2 separate regions of the Xenopus tropicalis genome follow, and region 2 is linked to region 1. Evidence: chromatin contacts called from public Hi-C data. All regions are on one chromosome and are shown on one strand. The core of a region is the stretch at or near the end of the contact, and the rest is flanking DNA. Distances in the headings are between cores, read along the strand shown.

Region 1 (3,684 bases), core at 60-2,559:
TTTTTTCCCATAAAAACAATCAACGCACCAGAGGTCACCCCTTTAGATTAGAGGAAAGGAGTTTCCATTTGAAGCAGCGTAGGTGGTTTTTCACGGTGAGGGCAGTGAGGTTATGGAATGCCCTTCCTAGTGATGTGGTAATGGCAGATTCTGTTAATGCCTTTAAGAGGGGCCTGGATGAGTTCTTGATCAATCAGAATATCCAAGGCTATTGTGATACTAATATCTACAGTTAGTACTAGTGGTTGTATTTATAGTTTATGTATGTGAGTGTATAGATTGGTAGGTGTGGGTTAGATGTGCTGGATTTACTTGGATGGGTTGAACTTGATGGACACAGGTCTTTTTTCAACCCTATGTAACTATGTAACTATGTAACTATGTAACATTCAATTTTCCTTCTATATATAATCCCTTGAAAAGTATTTTCCAGCTAATGGTGTAGCGATAACCTTATTCCCTTAATGTATGCACAAAGGGAAGGCAGTGTCCACTAAAATCTAAAACCATTTAATGAATCCATACATTTGTTTGCTTTGTGGCACATTAGATTCACTGTCAGGGCAAATCTTTGTATCTGATTCCAGATTCTTTGTATCTGAAGACCCCTTGTCAGCAGTAGAAGCAAACACAGAGAAACAAGGTGCGTTTGGGATATACAAAATGGTGTAGTGCACCATGTCTGTCAATAATTAGTGTCTCATATTGAAAACAAAAGGTGAATGGAAAACATTTGGAACTTGGGTGTATTGGTAGTATTAAATATGAATAGCTTGGGCGTGTTTACTGCGTAGGTGGTTACAAAACCTTTTAGTCTATGTAGTGTAAGTGGAAATGTAACACATCCCACTTCAATGACATTTAAAAGAATGCAATATCTGCTGTTTCCCCACACCAATATGCTCAATGACCAGCCTAAAATAGAGTGGAATCACCAGTCTAGTTAAACAGCTGTTTGAGTGTGCAGACAGATGCCACAGTGTAAATAGCTTCAAGTCCAACAGCACTTTTTGCTGTATTAAAACAAAAAAAGCTTGTGTTTCAGATGGAGGAGGATTGCTGATGCAAAAAACCAGCAAAACAACCACAGAATGTATACATCTTTAAAGTAGCTAGTATACTTAAAAGACATTTATTTCACAGATCATGTCATTCTGAAACATCTCTCTTCTTCACAGCAGAAATGGAATTTTTCATAAGGTTGATAGGATAGTTTTTTCTGTGCACCTCATTTAGATACTGAGATATTATTAGCCTGACACACACACGAAAGGCAGAGAAGTGCACCATTAACTTCCTTGTTTGACCACAATAATTTCCTACACAAATGCAACCTGGGGTGTGTAACAATGACTATGGTGCTATCCTTAATTCACTGGCCCAGAGCTGTCATCAGTACTCATGGGGCTATTTAATACCATACTAGCCACCTGGGTGCCCTGGATGATGGGCTGTGTTCCCTCACCCATGCTGCCCCTGACTATAGTACCATCCATAACATCCTGATAGCAGCCCTGCATTGGCTACATGTTCCATCTTACACACTTGGTACTATGGCGCTTACCTGCTAGCCTACAATCAAGTAGAGTTCCATGGTGTTTTCAAGGCTAGGGTCTTTTTTGGTATAACACTTTTACCACTGTTTATTTAAACTATTGGACATTTTTTGGTCACGCACTAATCTGCTCTGTCCCAGCAACACACCATATTCAGAAATCCTTTTACAGTTAAAAATCTGGCACAAGGTGCACAGAAAAGTGCTTATAGAGTTGAGGCAGTTTTGTATTTAAAGCTATACTGACACATTCCCATCAAAATCAATAGGAACGTGCCAGTTATGTGTGTTAAGGCGCCAACATTTTTCTGCCCAAAAGTCCCTGCAAGCCACACCAGCCCAGCTGCTCCTGCTCTTTTTGAAGGGGACAAAAAGCTAAAAGACTTTCCATGCTGGGCTGAGGGTGGTGCTATTCTTTCATGGGCTGAATTACAAATGAAAACAGTACTCAAGGATATTGAAGGTAAGCAGGCATGGAGAGGATCAGGAGCATAAGAGACAGGGACACCACATGCAACATCACTTTTTTTCCTCAAAGTTTATTTTGGGTAAACTCCTCCCAACATAAACGTAACAGTCAGTTCATAAACAGTTCATCAAACATGGTGATGATTTGTCCCTGCTTCATGGCTCTCACCACCCCCAATGGCTTTCACACATCCACGGTGACTCTCACACAAGTGAACACTCTGGGCTACTCACTCAGCCCTCCCTTCCTGGGATACCATTTCTGCCACACTTAGGCTTCTCACCAAGCCTCAATGTTCCGGAATTCAAACACTTTGTCACGGCTCCCTCTGCTCCTTGCAGTGGCAGGCAGCACCCCCAGCATCTCTGGGACTTCCTAACGGAGGCAGACAGCCTTCCTGCGCTGTGCGCTGCTCTGAAGGACCTTTTCTCTGGATGACCCTTCACTTGGTTACTTAACACGTCACGGCTCCCTCTGCTCCTTGCAGTAGCAGGCAGCACCCCAGCCCCTCACACAGTCCGGCAACCTTCCTGCTCTGTGCCCCACTCTGAGACCTTTCTCTGTGACTCCTGGCACTTCTCTGGGTGACTCCTCACTTGGTTACCGCTCCCTCTGCTCCTTGCAGTGGCAGGTGGCACCCCCAGCCCCTCTGGGAGTTCCTAACAGCCAGCCTTCCTGCCCTGTGCCCTGCTCTGAGAGTGAACCCATCTCTCTGAGTCCCCAACCTCAATCACCAATCACCTTCCCATGTTGTGTAATCCCACAGCTCTTTCATGTGCTGCTCACCTGCAGCCTAATCAGGCAGCTACCTACAGGTGGCCAAATCAAAACACTAACTGGAGTATGGAATGGAGGACCTATCCTATTAACCCTCCATTTACTCCAGGACTCACCTATTCGGCTTTTTCTAATCCGCTTGCATGAATACAGCATTAGCTGCTGCTAAACCAGGAATTTTCCCTGGTGCTACATGTAACCCACCTTTAACAATGGTGGAAAATACACCAAACCGTGTTCTTACTGCTTGTATCTCTCACATAATATATGTATCCAATGCCCTCAAGTGCTGCCAGTGCTGCATATACAGAAGGTCTGCAACTCTTATGTAGAGTGTAGATGGCAACATTAAATATCAAAAATCATTTTGAGGACTGAGCATTTGTGGTAGTACAGATTCTTTCTTTATTTTCAACTAAGACAAGACTGGATGAACGTAACATTATTGGATATTTTGCTGTTGTTCTGTGAGTTATGATTGCAGCTTTATATCTTTGCATTCCAGAACTCACTGATAGTTTGCAAGAAGATGCTTGCAAAAAAGGAAATGGTAAACCAAACATTAAAGTATATGTTTTAACAAGCCCCCCTTTATTGCTCCATATTTTATACTTGGTAAATGCTTTGCACATTTTATATAGATATTAAGAATCATGTTTTTGGCTTTCAGTTTTGTTCATCATCATTATGGGTTTCCTCCTAATAACATACATTATAACTTTCTGAGAATTTGAATTGGCAAGCAGCTGTTCCTGTGGTTATAGAGTGCCCTCAGATAAACTAAATATACACTGTCTGTGACATACTTATAGGAAACAAAGTGTTAATACCGCTAGGCTCTTCTCCAGTTGTCTGAAACTGCCTATATTAACAGCCATTGGCT
Region 2 (3,305 bases), core at 35-2,534, 120 kb after region 1:
GTCTGTAATGACAAAAAAAAAAAAGGTGAAAAAACATGAAATGAAGAACAAATGAAAAAGTAACATACAACCAATTACCAACATTATTACAAATCATTACATAAATAAATGCAAAGAACAGACATTTCTAAGAATCTTTACTAGAGTCAACTACAGGTATCAGACCCCTTATCCAGAAACCCATTATCCAGAAAGTTCCAAATTACAAAAAGGCCATCTCCCATAGACTCCATTTTAATTAAATAATTCACATTTTTAAAAAATGATTTCCTTATTCTCTGTAATAATAAAACAGTATCTTGTACTTGATCCCAACTAAGATATAATTAATCCTTATCGGAGCCAAAACAAACCTATTGGGTTTATTTAATGTTTAAATGATTTCTTTAATAGAGTTAAGGTAGGAGATCCGAATTACGTAAGGACCCCTTATCTGGAGAACCCCAGAACCCCAGGTCCAGAGCATTCTGGATAATGGGTCCCATACTTGTACATAGAGGCTCTGTAACTGGTCCTCCTGTAGTCCTCAGCACCATGCAATTCTCATATTAGCTATCATTGAAATGATGCAGTTAATGAACCCAGTATAATTGCAATAGGTCACTCCACTACAGAAGACTGCAATCATATAATTTGAGACATAGGAGTAAACTCACAACACCTTCCTAACTGTCTCTGTTAAGCAAGGACTGTCCTGGTTCTGGAAAAAAGGGGGCAACCAAGCAGCAAAGAGTGCAGGGATTGGTGGACAGGCATGGTTGAGCCTGATGGGGTCATGACTTAAAATTTAATTCTGTCTTGGAAAGATATTACGCCTTTTATGATAGCTACAGTTCAATGACTGTATTGTATATATGGTAAGCAAAGAGCATAATATACTTTATAGTTATATATAACCATATATATGCTTCAAGCATTGTAAGTATTTGTTACTTAATTTAAGTTTGAATTCACCCTTCTGGGCATGTGCCAGAGTTTACCTAGTTTTAGCACTAAACAAAAACTGTATAAAATAGATTTTTGATAATAACCACAAGCCACAGAGAACTGCTAAAGACTGATGCACAGCATAGTCATAGGGACCTGTTACACAAATACTTCCAATGCCAAAGGCCTATCTTTGTAGACTCTTTATAATTATTGCATTACTATTACAACTCAGAACTTTTAATATAAAAGAAAGGTGGAACAAGGGAAAAATCCTTACTTCACTAAAGCACCCAATTTTGTGGCTAGGAAAGCAGTTCCACTGCGTATTGTGGTAAATAACGTTGAGCTCACCTCTTCCTGCTGAGTCATACACCTTGCACTACTGAATTACATACAAGTAATAGCTGAGTAGCTAAGCTAATACTGAGACTGGTGGAAAAACAAAAGGTTTTTAAAAAGGTAGCAGATGGAAATATAGTAAATATCATGAAATGTACCTATGGGTTACACATAATGCATGTAAGGTTGTTCAGGTGTATATTATTGCATCTGCTGCTGTCTATTTAATATTTAAAATGTATTGCAATAGTATTTAGGTGTCCAACAAGCAGTTCAGTATGTCAAATTATGCTTTTAGAGACCCAGTGCATTCAGAAGCTAATCTTTGAAAATGTCAACGACCATGAGTCAACTGACAATACCTGCACCACAAAATTTACTAACACAAATCACACGCAGTTGGATTAAGTCAAGAAAGCTAGCAGGCACCTTCACCTGAATTTTTTATGTTTTGTTCGACTCAGTTTGGCGACACAGGGCTTGCTGGAGCATGCATAGTTGAAGGTAATTCTAGAGCTCTGCTAAGGTAAATCTGTGTCACTGAACTGATTTGAAGAGAACACAATGATTCAGAAGATGGTGTTTGCTAGTTCCACTGCACTGTCCTGATTGTATAGGCCAGCTTTACTATCAGAGACACTGTTCACTGAAATAGACAGCCTGTGGGGAGGGAACAGAAAGGGAGCACATTAGATAACAGTGGAAAGCTTCTTTAAGCCAATCTTCTATATATGTAAAAACAAACCTAAGCTAAGACAAACAAACCTTAACGTAAGAATCAGACATTTATGTGGCACTGTATCATAACTTTTCCTTATTTAACTCATTATAAAACACTACTATACTTGTCTGATATTATCTGTCCTTCACCATACCATTTTTCAGAACATTATCTTGAATGTGTCCCTTCAGCAAACATTCAAATAGCTTGTCCACAACAGACATCAGACTTACAGCCCTGTTATCGCCAGTTTGTAAGACTGTTATCCCTTTTTTAATATTGGAATCAGCTTTCCTCAGGTCCATACGTACCATACTAGATGAAAGGGAGTCAGAACATCAGAAAATGTAGCCTGGCTAAAAGTACCCTAGGGTGTATTCCATGAGGAATATCGTTTCACAGTAATTTTGCTTAAGCATTTAAGTACCATATAATTTAATTAGCAACCATTATTGTTTTGTATTTTTCACAATCTGACTGCTGAAGTAATAATTTTTGGGTGCTAAAGTTTGCTTTCTAAACATGTAAAGTCTTTGTTGATCCAATGTATGTTTCTTTTTTTGGAACAAACATATAGGGTCAGATTTAATAACGCTTACCCATCTGCGTTCAGGAAACTAATTGATGAAAAAACATCAGCAATCGAATGTTCTGGCTTGCTGCTGAATAACATTTTTTTAACAAACGCAAGTGATTTTTTTCCATGAACAGGTTTTTGACAAAAATAAACACAGGGAGCTTTTAATTTATGCCAAATGCCAGCTTGTGGGGAAAAAAAACCAAACAAACATTTTTAGTAATGTCATTCAGCAGCAAGCTGAAAAACCATGTGATTTTTTTTTTTTTTTATCGACTTGGCTAAACATTGATCATAAATGAGATAATATTACTGTCACTATTAACCAGATGCCCTAGTACTTGTACATTTTGTCTGGTTTGTCAGAAAGATTCCAATAACAGAAATTATTATTTGAAATCCTACCTATCAGGCCTTTTCACTTCTTCACTAATAGCATGCATCTCCTCTGCATCCTCTACCACGTCAGCATCTGTTGTTTCCACATTTTTATCCTCCACTGTCAGTGCTGCTCTTTCTTGTGCCAGTTCTGAATTGTTATTTTCATCCCAAACAAGCCTTCTTCTAACTGGGACAGTGGGAACATCAGAAATCCCCAGAGTCCCAGTATCTTCATTCTCTTCTATGGAGGATTTGTGCACATTTTCCTTCTTCGAATGCGCCTGAAATCTAAAATCCAAAAGAAACTTGATTTAAAGCAACAATACAAATATTTATACAAGAGACTAAAGGTCATTT

Evidence for each region. Hi-C and Micro-C count contacts between places; a contact is called where the count stands out from the background.
Region 2: a Hi-C map of liver shows a contact between it and region 1, with 3 times the contacts expected there. The contact joins two enhancer-like sites. A contact is called at or near these places in 3 of 5 Hi-C or Micro-C datasets (brain, liver and neurula embryo).

Annotation. Positions count from the first base shown.
Region 1 is chr3:58,547,027-58,550,710 of UCB_Xtro_10.0, forward strand. No RefSeq gene overlaps it. Among named protein-coding and RNA genes, the nearest start is that of ifng, 38 kb to the right of the region's middle. Within about 2 kb of position 1,310, at least 2 of the 11 cell types and tissues checked have an H3K27ac peak or open chromatin away from gene starts, as enhancers often do. A contact at or near this core is called in liver, where this site is marked.
Region 2 is chr3:58,664,132-58,667,436 of UCB_Xtro_10.0, forward strand. mdm1 (Mdm1 nuclear protein) reads right to left here. Exons shown (of 14, transcript NM_001130267.1): 9 at 2,973-3,236; 10 at 1-2. Among named protein-coding and RNA genes, the nearest start is that of mdm1, 17 kb to the right of the region's middle. Within about 2 kb of position 1,285, at least 1 of the 11 cell types and tissues checked has an H3K27ac peak or open chromatin away from gene starts, as enhancers often do. A contact at or near this core is called in liver, where this site is marked.